Regions from separate parts of the Mus musculus genome. Here all the other regions are linked to region 1. The links are chromatin contacts, called in public promoter capture Hi-C maps. All regions are on one chromosome and are shown on one strand. Each heading gives the region's core, a stretch centred on a gene start, on an enhancer-like site or on the middle of the called end of the contact. The rest is flanking DNA. Distances are from core to core; before and after follow the strand shown.

Region 1 (3,088 bases), core at 171-2,670:
CAAAGTGCCTATTTCCTCTGCAGAGCGTGCTGGGGGGGGGGGGGGGGGGGAGGAATGAGGATACCTGCCCTTCCTCCCAGCCGACTTCTAGGAGCAAGAAGTGGTACAGTCAGCCCTGCGTGCATCTGGCCTGGCCAACATGACCAGTTCCATCTCACAGAACAAATGAACACACACACTCTCTCTCTCTCCCTCCTTTTGGTAAATGAGAACCCCTAACTTTCTGTTTTCAAACTGAGGGTCAGGAGGCCCAAGCTCTGAAATCATTTGTTTTTGTTTAATTAGCTAACAGACTTTTCAGGCTTAACTTTCAGCAAAACTTTTTCTTTGTCTGAACCAATGATAGCCAAGGTCTTACTCACAAGAAGCTAATCATGTCTTCTTGACTTGGTTTATTGTGCAGTAAGCATTAGTAAGAAATGCTTCATCTATAAAATATACTTACTCCAAATGTTTTCCAGTAACCTCAGAAAATTAGATCTTCATCTGAGCAGCGATTCATTTATTAGCTCATCTGTGCCAAGTTAACCAACAACTGAATGTTTTTTTCTCAAATAACTCACTGCGTGTGCCTTCCTTATTTTCAGCCACTAAAAGGTCAGCACTTCAGCATTACATTTACTTGTTCTCTCTATTATTTGGAAGAATTTTATTAGCCACCATGGGAGAAAGAAGATCAGAATTGAAGAACACGAGGAGTCTGTCCTTTGTTGAATACAAAGGTTTTCTTCAAATGTCCTGGCTAAACTCGCAGGATATCACTAGCCCAAAGCTTGTGCAATCATAGATCGTACATTCCCAAAAGCCCCCGAAGTTGTTGAGCAGGCTATCCAGAAGCAGAGCTGGGGCCAGGAGACCTTGAGCAGGCGCACGGTGAGGAGTGTGGAGGCAGCACTTACCTGCCGAGGTCTGCGTGACGGTCTGCGCAGCCTGCAGCTGCATGATGTCAATCTGGTTGTTCATCTCAGAGTACTTGCTCTCGGCAGTGCTGAGCCGAGACTCCATGTGCTTGCTGCTGCTCTCCAGCTCCATCACCTGCATGACCACACTGACCCAGTCGCTCTCCTGCTTCCTGCTCAGCTCTCCCAGCAGACTGCTGAGGTTGGCCACCTGGGCTTTGAGCTCCCTCATCTCCTCACAGCAGCCCGCTGCTTTGAGCTGTGTCTTGCGTTTATGAGGCTTCTGCAGCCACACTGGGTGGCTGACAAAGGCTACAAGGATAACACATAGCCAGGTCTCCCTCAGCATGGTGTGCAGGCCTGTTCCCCTTAGAGTCTGTCCCTGGAGAAGTAGGAAGCTTCTTTCTCTGACCCACACTGGCAGTTTTCTTCCTTCCCCGTGATCTCCTTCCTCTGTGTGCTTGCTTAGCCTTTCTTAAAGCTAGAGATTCTGAAATGGAACTCTTTCCTTCCTTAGTCTGAATACCCCACCAAGGCAGCATCTTAAATATTGTTGCTGCTGTACCTCCACCCCTACGAGGGCCCTGTGTGCTAAAGCCCCTCCCACCTCATCTGGGAGGGTCAGGTGCCTGTTGAGTGAAGTCAGCGTAAACCTAGGCCAGAGGAGAGGAGGAGGGGGACAGGGCAGTGTTTGTTTCCTCGTCTGTACAGTCTCTGGGCTCAGACAGGAGCTGTGAACTTGTTTCCAGTTGCGCCTATTAGATTATGGCCTGCCAGCCACTGGCTCAGCTCTATCAGCAGACAGGCAGAGTGGAAGACTTTCCCAACTCCTGTCTGAAGGTTATATAACACAGATTGAGGGTGAGGTAGCAAGAAAGAGTTGGACTGGAGACTGCTGAGCCAGGGAGGCTGGCTAAGGTAATGCATGCTGTTTACTCCAGGTCCTGGTTTATCTGGGCTGAGATGAGTCTTAACAGGGCTTTGTCTGGCCATCATTCGGTGTTCTTCAAAATCCTGTTGAACCTGATCCTTGGGCGTCAGGTGGTTTGCATCTGTGGGGCTGTCTTCCTCTTTACACATTCTCCTTCTAAAACGATCTTTCAACATTTACAAGGAGTTGTCATAGTTTGGGGCAGAGAGAAAGTCTCAGCCATGCCAGGCGTGGTCTGGGGTTGGTCATCCACACTTCTGTCAGGTTCTGTCTGGGCAGCAGTGAGTGGGCCTGACCTTTACCCAAGGCTCAGACTCAGAGAGAAGATTCCCTAGTACATGCAGATCAGAAGGCTCGATTCCCTCTGTGCCTGCAGCGTGGTTTGCAGCTTGATGCTGGCCCCTATACCTACGTACACAGTGTCTGAGAAAACGGGGTGATGGCAGCTTTCATACCTTTAATTGAAGGGCACTGCTCTTCTGAAATCATGTAAAAGATGGAACTTTCCCTATAACTGTACAAAGGTCCCTCTGTCCTTATGGCAGGAGCTCTGTCTGACTTTATAGTGTGGGTCCTACAGCTTTGCCTACCCTGATCCCTCAGAGTCTTTCCCAGATGGGTTTCTGGCTCCTCGGAAAGTGATTTCTGCTCAGACAGCTGGAGTTACTTAGCAGGGACCCATTTCTGAATATAAGCATTGGGTGCTCAGACAGACGACTGTCTGTTTCCTCTCACTCCTGTCTTTTTTGCCTCCTTGGGCACCAGGTTGTTACTAACATCTTCTTAGCTACCTTCTCAGAGTATCTGACTGGGTGATGGCACTGTGCTAGTCCCTGCTCTTTCTTAGTTTTCTCAGGGAATAGCTAGTTTAGCAGGGCTGTAGAGCCTTTGTTGGTTCTGTGGAGTTTATTAGTGTTCAGCATCAGAGTCTGCTAAACTCTGTGGAGCTCTTTAAGGTAATGTCATATCTATCCAGTGAGGCTGTATTTAAGTCATGTCCCAAATGATCATATAAGTAGCATCCTAGCTGACCCTCCTGCCCTGGAACTACAGTGTCTTAGTGCAGAGGAGAGTGAGCACCAGGGCCAGGTCAACCTTTGCAGTGAGCACAGTAAGCCAGCTGCTTAATATTCAAGCAGAAAGCATTCGCATTTTGATCTTCACATCACACCATACATAAAATCTCAATTCTGCATTTAAATTCTGGAGGTAGAAGGCAAAGTCACAACACACTGGTGTAGGGGATTACCTTCAGCAT
Region 2 (3,088 bases), core at 314-2,813, 390 kb before region 1:
CCAGGCTGGCCTTGAACACAGAGATCCACCTGCCTCTGACGCCTGAGAGATTTTATCTCCAAATTTTTTTTTTTCCTGAAGCAGAGTTATGCTAAGTTGCAGAGGAAGGCTTCAAACTCGTTATCCTCCTGCCTCAGTCTGAATTACAGATCAATGGCATCATTGCTTTCTCTCTCTCTCTCTCTCTCTCTCTCTCTCTCTCTCTCTCTCTCTCTCTCTCTCTCTCTCCTCTCCCTCTTTCCCTCTCCCCTTTCTTCCTTTTTTGGTTCATTTTCATTTATTTTTGTTTATTGATGTGCGTCTGTGTGTGCACTGTGCAGGTGAAGGGCAAAAGACAACTTTGCTTGGCTCTCTCCTTCCACCTTTATACAGATTCCAGGCATTGAATACAGGTCATCAGGCTGGCAGGGCAAGCCCTTTACATGCCCAACCAATTGCTAGTCCTAGTTTGTTTTTTTCCAAGCCAGGTGTCACTGTGCATCCTATGCTGGACTCAAACTTATGATGTCGCCCTTCAGACTCTCAAGTGCTGGCGGTTGCAAGTGTTATACCGACATAGCCAATTTTTCTCTTCCTTTTCATTTCTTTCCCTTTCCCTCTTTCCCTCTCTCCTCCTTGATCCTTTCTTTCTACCTGTGATAGTAACAAGAAGAAGGAAGAGAAGAAGGAAGGAGAAAGAGAGAGCCAGCAATGGTGGCATAGACCTGTAATCTAGCTGCTTGAGGAGCTGAAGCAGGAGGATCATGACTTTGAGAACGGTCTATGCAATTTAGCATAGCTCTGCCTTAGAACATTTCCAGGAAAGAAAGAACTCAGCGTAGAGCAGGCACCAACAGGCACATGTGCGCGGTGGGCACACGCTTCCTCTCAAGGCTGGTGCTCAGGGCAGTTAAAGGAATAACCCAGCGAGCCTCTCCCAGTGACTGCTTGGAAACCCACCCAGCTCCAGCCTCCCCACTATCTCACCTGGAAAGCCTCCTATCTAGAATTCTACTGAGAAGCGCCAGCCTTCTCAGGTTGGATCTTATTTAAAGAACTATGTTTTTGTCTCCTCCCTTCTCCCCGTCCTGATCCCGAGCGATCGTGCCAGCTTGGATTTCAAGAGGTGAGAAATACAAATCTGGGAGCCGGTGCCAGGGATGGAAGCACACGGAGCTGACAGATTGGAAGACCCCAGCGAAGCTGTTCCTACTGGAGCTTTCAGTTCCCAGGGGGTTCTCCTACCCACTCCCTTTTCCGCAGCCCCTCCATCCACATCCACCCTCTGCCGGGGAAACCCCGTGCCCCACTCATTGCGGAGCTGGCTGGGACACAAAGGCTTCAAGGTTCTGGGAGCAGAGTCGGTGGGGGAGGGCTCTCCCCTTCCCAGGCTCCAGACTGACCTTCCATGCACATGCAGTCGTCGAAACATTTGTTGTTGAGGCCGCGGTTGTGGGGTGTGCAGAGATGTTCCCGGAGGTCACAGCAAGTTCCTGGCAACATAGCAAGCACATGTGGTCAGCCAAGCTGAGCGGCTCCTCCCTGCCTGCCGCCTGCCCTACAGAGTCCCACCGGACAGGAGATCCATCATATGTGTGGCAGGCCATGCCCTAGCAGGCCATCTGGTGTGCAAGGCTCTGGGCCGGGACCGCTGCTGGATGTCATGGATAAAGTCCCCAGAGACGGGTGGCAGAGACTTGAGCCTCCCCAGATGGGCCACTTGATTGATCATGGGAGGATCAAAGGTGGTGTGGGGTTTTACTTCCCAGGGATGGGGTTGTAACAGCTAGGGGTGCCAGAGGTAGAGTCTGCTGAGAGCTGCAAGGGGCCTCCGGGATCATGGACCAACAACATCCTCTTGGACAGATGGGGAAACTGAAGCCCTGGGCGTGGGGGTAGGTAGGGTTCAGGGCAAATCTAGGCAGGGCCGAGGCATCTCTTTGCCCATTACAAAGCTAGCTTCCAAGTTCTGTCCTGTTGGCCCTGACTTCAGCTTTTTCTTCACACTCAGGATGCAGACAGCCTGTCTGTGCTGTGTGTCTTCTGCAATGCCGAATGGCTTCTACTTTGCAGACTCTCCTACTGATGTGGTTGGTGCCTTGGAGATGGCTCCTTGGGTCTCTCCAGCTCCCTCTCGTCTCCCAAAGCACTCATTATTTAGTGGCAAGAAGGGACATGAGTCACTGGTCTCCTGCTGTGAGCAGTTTCAGGGGCCACCTTGGCTCATGTCCCAACCACCCCTTCCTCAGCAGCTTCAGGCAACCGCCAGCCAGCACCGGGGCCACCATTCTGCTCAGCACAGGGCTTTTCTGGCAGGATTTTCTCCACAGCTCCTGCAGAGCCAGCATGACATCAGACCCGAGGTTTTCCTGTCATCTTGTTTCCTCTCTTGCCTTTAATAAATATAACCACCAATGTCCTAGATAAGCACCCAAGACAGGGTCTGGCCTGGAACTCTCTCTGTACCCCCAAGACGACCTTGAACTCTTGATCTTCCTGCCTCCACCTCCCAAGTGCTCTGATGGTAGGCATTTCCCCTCCACAGCATCGAAGTCTATCCCAGTCTGCTCTGAAGAGGTCCTCTGGATGCCACAGGGCCATCAGTCCGGACTCTAATCAAACAGAAGGCCCCTTCCATTTATCCTGACCTGATAGGTAGAGCTGTTGAACAAGCAACAGTGTCACTTACACTGTCCCCAGAATGCCAGTTGGTGCCATGATGAGGAGACTGAATTAACCCCTGCGGGTGTTCAGAGGACAAGGTTAGGAGCAGGCCATCTGACTCAGGGCAGGGTGGGATATGGGTAAGAAGCTTAGGAACCAAGTTGGCCCAGGCTCGCTTGCCCTCCCCCTCCACCACCTCTTTCTGAGGTCATTCTGTGAGTCAGTGTATGGTAGTGACTCTCAGGAAATTGGTGGCCGCTGATAAGGACCCTCAGGAAAAACTGGTGGACACTGTAGCTTCTCCGTATTGCGAATAAAGGGCCACTACTCCCTGGCTTGCTCCCAAGCCCTGTCTCAATTACCTTACTGGTATTCCCTCCCAGCCTGGTGCCTCAAGGGTGGGTGTTGGGGGGGGGGGCAGAATACCTGGCAAGCAATCCTGGTG
Region 3 (3,088 bases), core at 232-2,731, 340 kb before region 1:
CTGGTCCCAGTCCTCGGTGATGAAGCCCTCTTGAAGGCACTTGCGCTTCCAGAGTGTAACCAGGTCAATGAGGTCTCGCCAGAGGCTGCAGACCGGTCGGCAGCGCAGCAGCAGTTGGCGAGCTGGGATGTGGATGAACAGTTCCAGCAGGATGTTCTCTGGCAGCTCGTTGATGTTGCCTACTGCCATGGTGGCGTCTCCTAGCCAGCTCCTGTGGGTATTGGAGAGCCGTGCTATACACCGAGCCTTCTCCCTGGCGAGTGGCAATCCCAGCACCCAGGGATAGAGAGATTCCCAACTCTGCGGGGGGCCACAGAGTTGCTGTGCTGTTCTGACCTTCTGTTTCCACAGTAAACGGGACGAGGGGCTGGGGCATGGTAGTTCCCTCCTGGGTCACTAGAAGCTCAAGGTGCATGGGCCGGGGAGTTGCTTAATAAACCATGAGATCTGATTTCCCCCAACCCGGGCACCTAAGAACAGCCTCTAAGGACGCCCAGGGACCTTCCCAAGGTCACACAAACAGGAGAGGAGGGGAGGCAGCTCCGGCTCTCACTGAAGGTAGAGCCAGCCATTTTCAATAGGCCAGCAGTCTTTTAAGAGGAGGGTAACAATGGGAGGCCTTGTGAGCCCTCCAGCTTGCCACTCTTCATTTCCTCCCCATCCCCCACACGGGGAAAGGGACAGAGATGATGATCGGGGGTTATCACTGGCCCTCAGGACCGGTCACGGAGTACAAAGGGCTCAGTGACGTTCTTAAGATCTCAGAGAATATGACCCGTTTACCTGAGCCTGAGGAAAGATGTACGAGTGGAAAAGAGCCTTCCTATCTCCCTCCCGCACCCCCCCCACCCGCCCCGGCCCCCTGCAGTCTCCCATTTATGCTTGGCTCTAAAACGGGCTACCTTGCTCAAGACCAGATTCAGATCTCTGAGCACCGATGGCGTCCATAGCCCAGTTCTTCGAAGCCTCACAGTACAGTGGGGGGAGGGGAGGGGAGAAAGCCTGAGGCCTGGGCCTTAAAGGCGCTAGGCCCTCATGATCGCAGAGCGCGCGCGCCCCCCCCCTCCCCTCTAGGTCTCTGCCCACTGTGCCTCAGTCCCCGAACTGGGCGCTCCCCCTCCCGCAGTCACCTGCGATCCGTCGCGCTGAGCGATCCTGCCAGGCCGTGGGGCTGTACAGCCCGAGCCTGCGTGGCCCGGAAGGCAGACCTGCCTACTGCCCGCCAAACGTCTCCTTGCTGGGGCGCTCACTGCTCCCCTCCTTCTGTCACCTGCTCTTAGCCGGGTTACGTTGGAGAACAGCACCCAAGACACAGCCCCGCCTACTACTCATCAGACCCCGCCCCATCCCCATCCCACAACACTGGCCCCTCTCCCTCCCCATTCTCCTTGTCAACTACTTTTGGTCGCGCTGCGCCATACCCTTGGATCCTGGGGATGAGCCTTACGGACCAATGGAGGCCCGGGGTGCGACCCGCCCACTGTTTGTCAGACCACGCCCCACGCCCCACCCCATTTTCTCCGTCACCAGCTTTTAGTCCGGCTGCCCCACAACGCTGGGTACTGGAACTGCGCCTTTCTGCCAGAGTTGGTTCACGATGCGGCCCCGCCCACTGCCCTCAAGGCCCCGCCCACCATTCCTTCAGGCCCCGCCTCACCCGCGCACTCCCCGGATTCGCCCCCATCACAGCGTAGGAAAATTACCTGGGGGGTTGGGGAGGAGGAAAGCTCCGATACCCCCAACTCCACTGGGCTCGGCGCCAGCACCCTCTACTCCCCAGTAGTCCGACTCCATATGTCCTCCTGCAGTCATCCTCCAGGCACACTAGAAGCCCACCCATTCTGTAGCTGTCCCTGCCCCTCTCCAGTCCCAGGCTCCTCCCGGAAGCCGCACCTTGGGTTACGGGGCGGGGGGTGGGGGTGGGGGGGTACAGGACTCCCAGCCCTTAGCCGGGGGCCAGAGGCGGGGCGCACGGGGCCTTTAAGAGGCGCGGCGGCGCGGGCCCGGCTGACGCGGGCAGCTCCAGGACTCGCCACCCGCAGCGCTCAGGCTCTTCTCTCTTGACAGCACCGCAGCGATGGATGGAGATGGTGATCCAGGTATCCGCTGCTGGCCCCGCTAGATACAGACTCGGGAGACAGGGCGGACCAGCGCCGCAGAAGGCGCTCAAACTTTCGCGCCAGGAAAACCCTAGAGATAGTCTAGGGAGCAGGTTTCTGCCTGGTGTCGTGGTGTGGAGGGAGGAGGACGCCTGGGTCTCCAAAATGGCATCGGAGGACTCTGGCATCTCAGGCTCCAGACTTCCTGGGGTTTGAGAGCCGGGTTCTTGCAAGCTTTTGCTTCCATGAACTTCTTCCATTTGCTAGCGCTGCCCTCCCTGCCTCTTGAGCCTCCGGAGTCCCCGCGGGGTCCTAGGGTTTACAAACTTTATCCTGCCTCCATCCTAGCTTCCTGAGGGACTCCCTTCTCTGGAGGGGCCGTCTTGTATTGGAGTAGCGGGGCTGTTCCGTGGGAACCAGGCTAGGGGTGAGGAAGGCTGCTTTTGGCAGAAGCTCTGGGTCCTCAAGGATTGCCCAGTCATCTTTTCTGGCACCAAAGACCCCACCCCTTCTGCCCTCCGGCTCCCTGCTGGGCCTGTAGGGGGCTGCTTGCTGAGTCAGACCTGCCTGCCTTGACTCTTATCCCTTCCTCACTAACTATGCTCAGCTCGGAGTGTTCACTCTTTAGGGGAGGAGGTGAGGGAACAGAGGTGGCCAGTCTTCCCTCCTACTCCCAAGTCCTCACTCTCAGTCGGTGCCTGGCTTCAACATCATCCACAGGGCCCCAGAATAGGCTACCGTTTTCTTCCTGCTCCCAGGAAGTCCCTGGGCTCAGGGGCCCAATCCAGGTGAGTGAGTCAGCTTGGGGTCAGCATCCATGGCTAGATAACTTTCCTACAGCAACAATGTGGCAAGTTGTGTGCAAGGGAGCAGGTGGGGGGGGCTGTAATCCGATCTGGGGCCTCAATGCCAGGCCTAGGGGCCAGGAGAGAGGACTGGGTGAGGTGCACCTTTCCGGGGAGCATCAGGTATCTGCTGGGGCCAGGGCA
Region 4 (3,088 bases), core at 330-2,829, 320 kb before region 1:
ATTTAGCTTGTGTGTGTGCACATACATGCACATGCCGGGGCATGCATGCAGGAATCAGATGGTAGCTTTCAGGAGTCAGTTCTCTGTACAGAAGCTTCCAGAATTGAACTTGGCTGGTCAGATCTGTGGGGAAAGTATACTGCTCTCTTGTCTTCTTCTACCTCCTCGTGTACAGGAGAGAACTGAGGTTCAACAGATCAGACAGGGTTATACACACCATCGTATGGTATAGCTAGTTAGTACAAAGTGATGCTTCCGTCTGAGTTTCTCTAATCTGATGGGGGAGGCATGGCCTCTGCACCCAGTAGACACTGAGGCCCTGAGGCTGCTCCAATCCTTCTGAGAGGTTGGATCTGGGATCCCCTAGCACTCCTGGGCACACATGCACAGAGGCAGAGGGAAGGGACCACAGTGTGTGGGTTCGCAGGAAGCCACGCGAGTCCCAGTGGGAGCTAGGACATGGGATTGTTGTGTCCCCATTTCCAGCTTCTAGAAAGAGACCTAGAATCCACTATTGGTCTCCCCACCCGCCCCCTTTAAGCACTTAAAGAACAGACCAGAACTGATAGCTAAATTAAACCTGCTGAGAGCGCCTGTTTAATTGAAAATGCCATCTGTAATTTAAATGTCAGAATCAGGGATGGTTATTGCAGCCGCCTTGAAGACTGGGTCTCATTTCACAGTTTCAAAACAGACCAAGGGAAACAGCAAATGGACCATGGCCGGCGGCATCGTGGAGCGATTAATAACTTCTCTGGTCCTGCTGAGCCCCAGCTTCGGTGGCTGCCCAGTACGGAAGGCTCTGGATGGATGGGGGCTGGGAGCTTTGGGTTCGGGGATCAGCCCCTGCCTCTCCTCCACACACTTCTGCTCCCTCTCCACCCAGCATCAGGGCAGCCTTGCCAAACTGCAGGGCTTTCCTCCAGAGGGTCTCTTTTGCTTTCCAGGGGTGAAAACCCTGCCTTCTAGCTCCCGTTCTAGGAGTGTCACTCACCCACAGTTCCTATGATCCAAGACAACCAGAGAACTTCAGCCATTTGAGGGGTCCCTTTTTTCCATATTCTCTGCTTATTAGAGGAAATCTCGAATGACAGGCAGACTAAGGAGGAAGACTGGCTGTGGGCAGCCATGTTGCCTCCTGCTGACTTTGCAAGAAATTTGGATGTAGGTCTTTGGGTTCAGGGTTCTCTTCCCTACAAAGGTGTCTACACACCCTGATCCTCTGGACCCCATTCCTCCATGAGGTTTCCAGGCAACCGGAAATCCCACTAGCCCCACTCAGACTACCTCTTCTCTTGTCTCTGCATCTGGAAGCCTGGCCAAGGGCTATTCTGTGGTGACTTCATGGGAGACATGATGCTGACCTGGAGGTCAGTGGACTCAAGAGTCTCCTTGCTGCAGATGCCTGTCATCTGGAGCAGGGGGAGGGGGAGACTTGAGAGTAGGGTTATTTTGACAGTGGGAGGAAAGAAAAAAGGAAAACGAACAAACAAACAAATCCCAAAGCTATGCTTGTGTCTAGGTGCTGGAAATCCCGTGTGACCCGTCGAGTTCTGAGTTACAATGGCTGCTGAGAGGAAGTGTGTGTGTGTGTGTGTATGTGATCTTTGAGGAGATTAGGGACAGAAGGAGGCAGAGAGAGCTGTCTCTGCCCTTCGAACTTCCTCCTCTTCCTCTTCTCCTTTTTTTTTTTTTAAAGATTTATTTATTATATGTAAGTACACTGTAGCTGTCTTCAGACACTCCAGAAGAGGGCGTCAGATCTTGTTACAGATGGTTGTGAGCCACCATGTGGTTGCTGGGATTTGAACTTCAGACCTTCGGAAGAGCAGTCGGGTGCTCTTACCCACTGAGCCATCTCACCAGCCCTCTTCTCCTTCTTCTAAGACAGGGTCTCATGCATCTCACTCTGGCCTCAAACTCTGCATATTGCCAAGGATTATCTGGAGAGACTGACCTTCCTGCCTCTATTTCCCCAGTGTTGGAATTACAGGCATTCACCTGGTTATGGATTGTCAGGCATCTAACCCAGGATTTCACGCATGCTGGGCAGCTGTACAAACTGCATCCCAGACACCTTCCTTCACTCTTTGTTCACCCAGTAGGTAACTATTATAAGTTGACCAGTAGGAAAGGGACTAAGTAAGAAGGTTGGGATATCAATATTATCGGGTGTGGGGTTGATGTCAATTGCCCCGATCCAGAAGGGCAGGAAAGTCTGGGATTTGGGGTCTGAAGGGGCAGAGGGCAGGTTCTGGAAAGAACGGTGCCCGGCAGACTAGGAGGTGCCAAGTTTGATTTATGCCTCTCTGTGTGCTTCACCTGCAAGCTGATTCTGTCCCAGGAAGGTGACTGGCAGCCGTGGAGAGCAGACAGTCCCATTCAGGGACCACACAATGATTATAGGCATGCACCACCATGCCCTGTTTTATGTGGGGCTGAAGATGGAACACAGAGCCTGGGGCAACATGGAAAACTGAGGAGTGGGAGGTGGTAATGGGCAGAAAGCACCTCCTCACACTTTCCCAGCCCCCACTCCTGCCCATGTGACCCCACCTAGTGGCTATCACCAGGAGCTCTGACTGGATGCCTCAGGGAGCAATCTCCTGCCCTGATTAACTTTCTGTCACCTCAGAGCTGAGTGTCCCAGGGAAGGATGCTGGGGACTGAGAAGGGAGGGTGAGGGAGGCCCAGCATTCATTTCCTGGGCCTTTGCCACCATGAATCACAGGAGCCCCAGATACTTCCCTGCATCCCAAGGGGTGACTTGCCAGGTGAAATGTTCCAGGGTTGAGTCATGATTCAGGCTGTGCCCTGGAGCTGCTGGGAGCTTGTGGTGGGTGAGGAGTGGGGAGGGCAAGGTGGGTGAAGTGTGGGAGGGGAGCAGCCACCCTCTGCTTCCAGGGTGTTGTGATTCCCCATTTATCAGGGAGTGCTACCTGGGTTCCAGCATATCCTCCTGTGCCCTGGGCTGAGGGCTGCGTACTGTGAGGAGCCAGCCCAGCCTGGTCCCTGTCCTTACCTACCTTTTCCTACAGGTGACGCTGTTCTGAGCACTGCCTGAGGGCAGGTAGACACTTAGATCTCT

The links. Promoter capture Hi-C pulls out the DNA fragments that hold promoters and counts their contacts.
Region 2: a promoter capture Hi-C map of the HPC-7 cell line shows a contact between it and region 1. The contact joins the enhancer-like site here to the promoter of Angptl7 in region 1. A contact is called at or near these places in 10 of 39 promoter capture datasets (the 3T3-L1 cell line, the HPC-7 cell line, cranial neural crest and 7 more), 1 of 15 datasets of contacts at CTCF or cohesin (large pre-B cells) and 2 of 484 Hi-C or Micro-C datasets (cortical neurons and nephron progenitors).
Region 3: a contact with region 1 is called in a promoter capture Hi-C map of hippocampal neurons, with 6 times the contacts expected there. The contact joins the promoter of Fbxo44 here to the promoter of Angptl7 in region 1. A contact is called at or near these places in 20 of 39 promoter capture datasets (the 3T3-L1 cell line, 3T3-L1-derived adipocytes, the C10 cell line and 13 more), 11 of 115 datasets of contacts at active chromatin or transcription factors (SST interneurons, astrocytes, bone marrow-derived macrophages and 8 more) and 1 of 9 other capture datasets (liver).
Region 4: a contact with region 1 is called in a promoter capture Hi-C map of hippocampal neurons, with 5 times the contacts expected there. The contact joins the enhancer-like site here to the promoter of Angptl7 in region 1. A contact is called at or near these places in 16 of 39 promoter capture datasets (the 3T3-L1 cell line, 3T3-L1-derived adipocytes, the C10 cell line and 12 more), 1 of 15 datasets of contacts at CTCF or cohesin (pro-B cells), 4 of 484 Hi-C or Micro-C datasets (the N1E-115 cell line, colorectal tumor organoids, embryonic stem cells and 1 more) and 8 of 115 datasets of contacts at active chromatin or transcription factors (astrocytes, bone marrow-derived macrophages, embryonic basal ganglia and 5 more).

What each region holds. Positions count from the first base shown.
Region 1 is chr4:148,499,042-148,502,129 of GRCm38.p6, forward strand. It overlaps Angptl7 (angiopoietin-like 7), which reads right to left and starts at 1,421. Exons shown (of 5, transcript NM_001039554.3): 1 at 900-1,421. The coding sequence starts at 1,248. The region is part of intron 28 of Mtor (mechanistic target of rapamycin kinase); the gene reads left to right.
Region 2 is chr4:148,106,553-148,109,640 of GRCm38.p6, forward strand. Draxin (dorsal inhibitory axon guidance protein) reads right to left here. Exons shown (of 7, transcript NM_027426.3): 5 at 3,070-3,088; 6 at 1,383-1,472. Among named protein-coding and RNA genes, the nearest start is that of Agtrap, 20 kb to the left of the region's middle. Within about 2 kb of position 1,564, at least 45 of the 459 cell types and tissues checked have an H3K27ac peak or open chromatin away from gene starts, as enhancers often do. A contact at or near this core is called in the HPC-7 cell line, where this site is marked.
Region 3 is chr4:148,158,613-148,161,700 of GRCm38.p6, forward strand. It overlaps Fbxo44 (F-box protein 44), which reads right to left and starts at 1,482. Exons shown (of 6, transcript NM_173401.5): 1 at 1,131-1,482; 2 at 1-211. The coding sequence starts at 189. Fbxo2 (F-box protein 2) reads left to right here and starts at 2,056. Exons shown (of 6, transcript NM_176848.1): 1 at 2,056-2,099. The coding sequence starts at 2,078.
Region 4 is chr4:148,175,187-148,178,274 of GRCm38.p6, forward strand. No RefSeq gene overlaps it. Among named protein-coding and RNA genes, the nearest start is that of Fbxo2, 16 kb to the left of the region's middle. Within about 2 kb of position 1,580, at least 9 of the 459 cell types and tissues checked have an H3K27ac peak or open chromatin away from gene starts, as enhancers often do. A contact at or near this core is called in the HPC-7 cell line and hippocampal neurons, where this site is marked.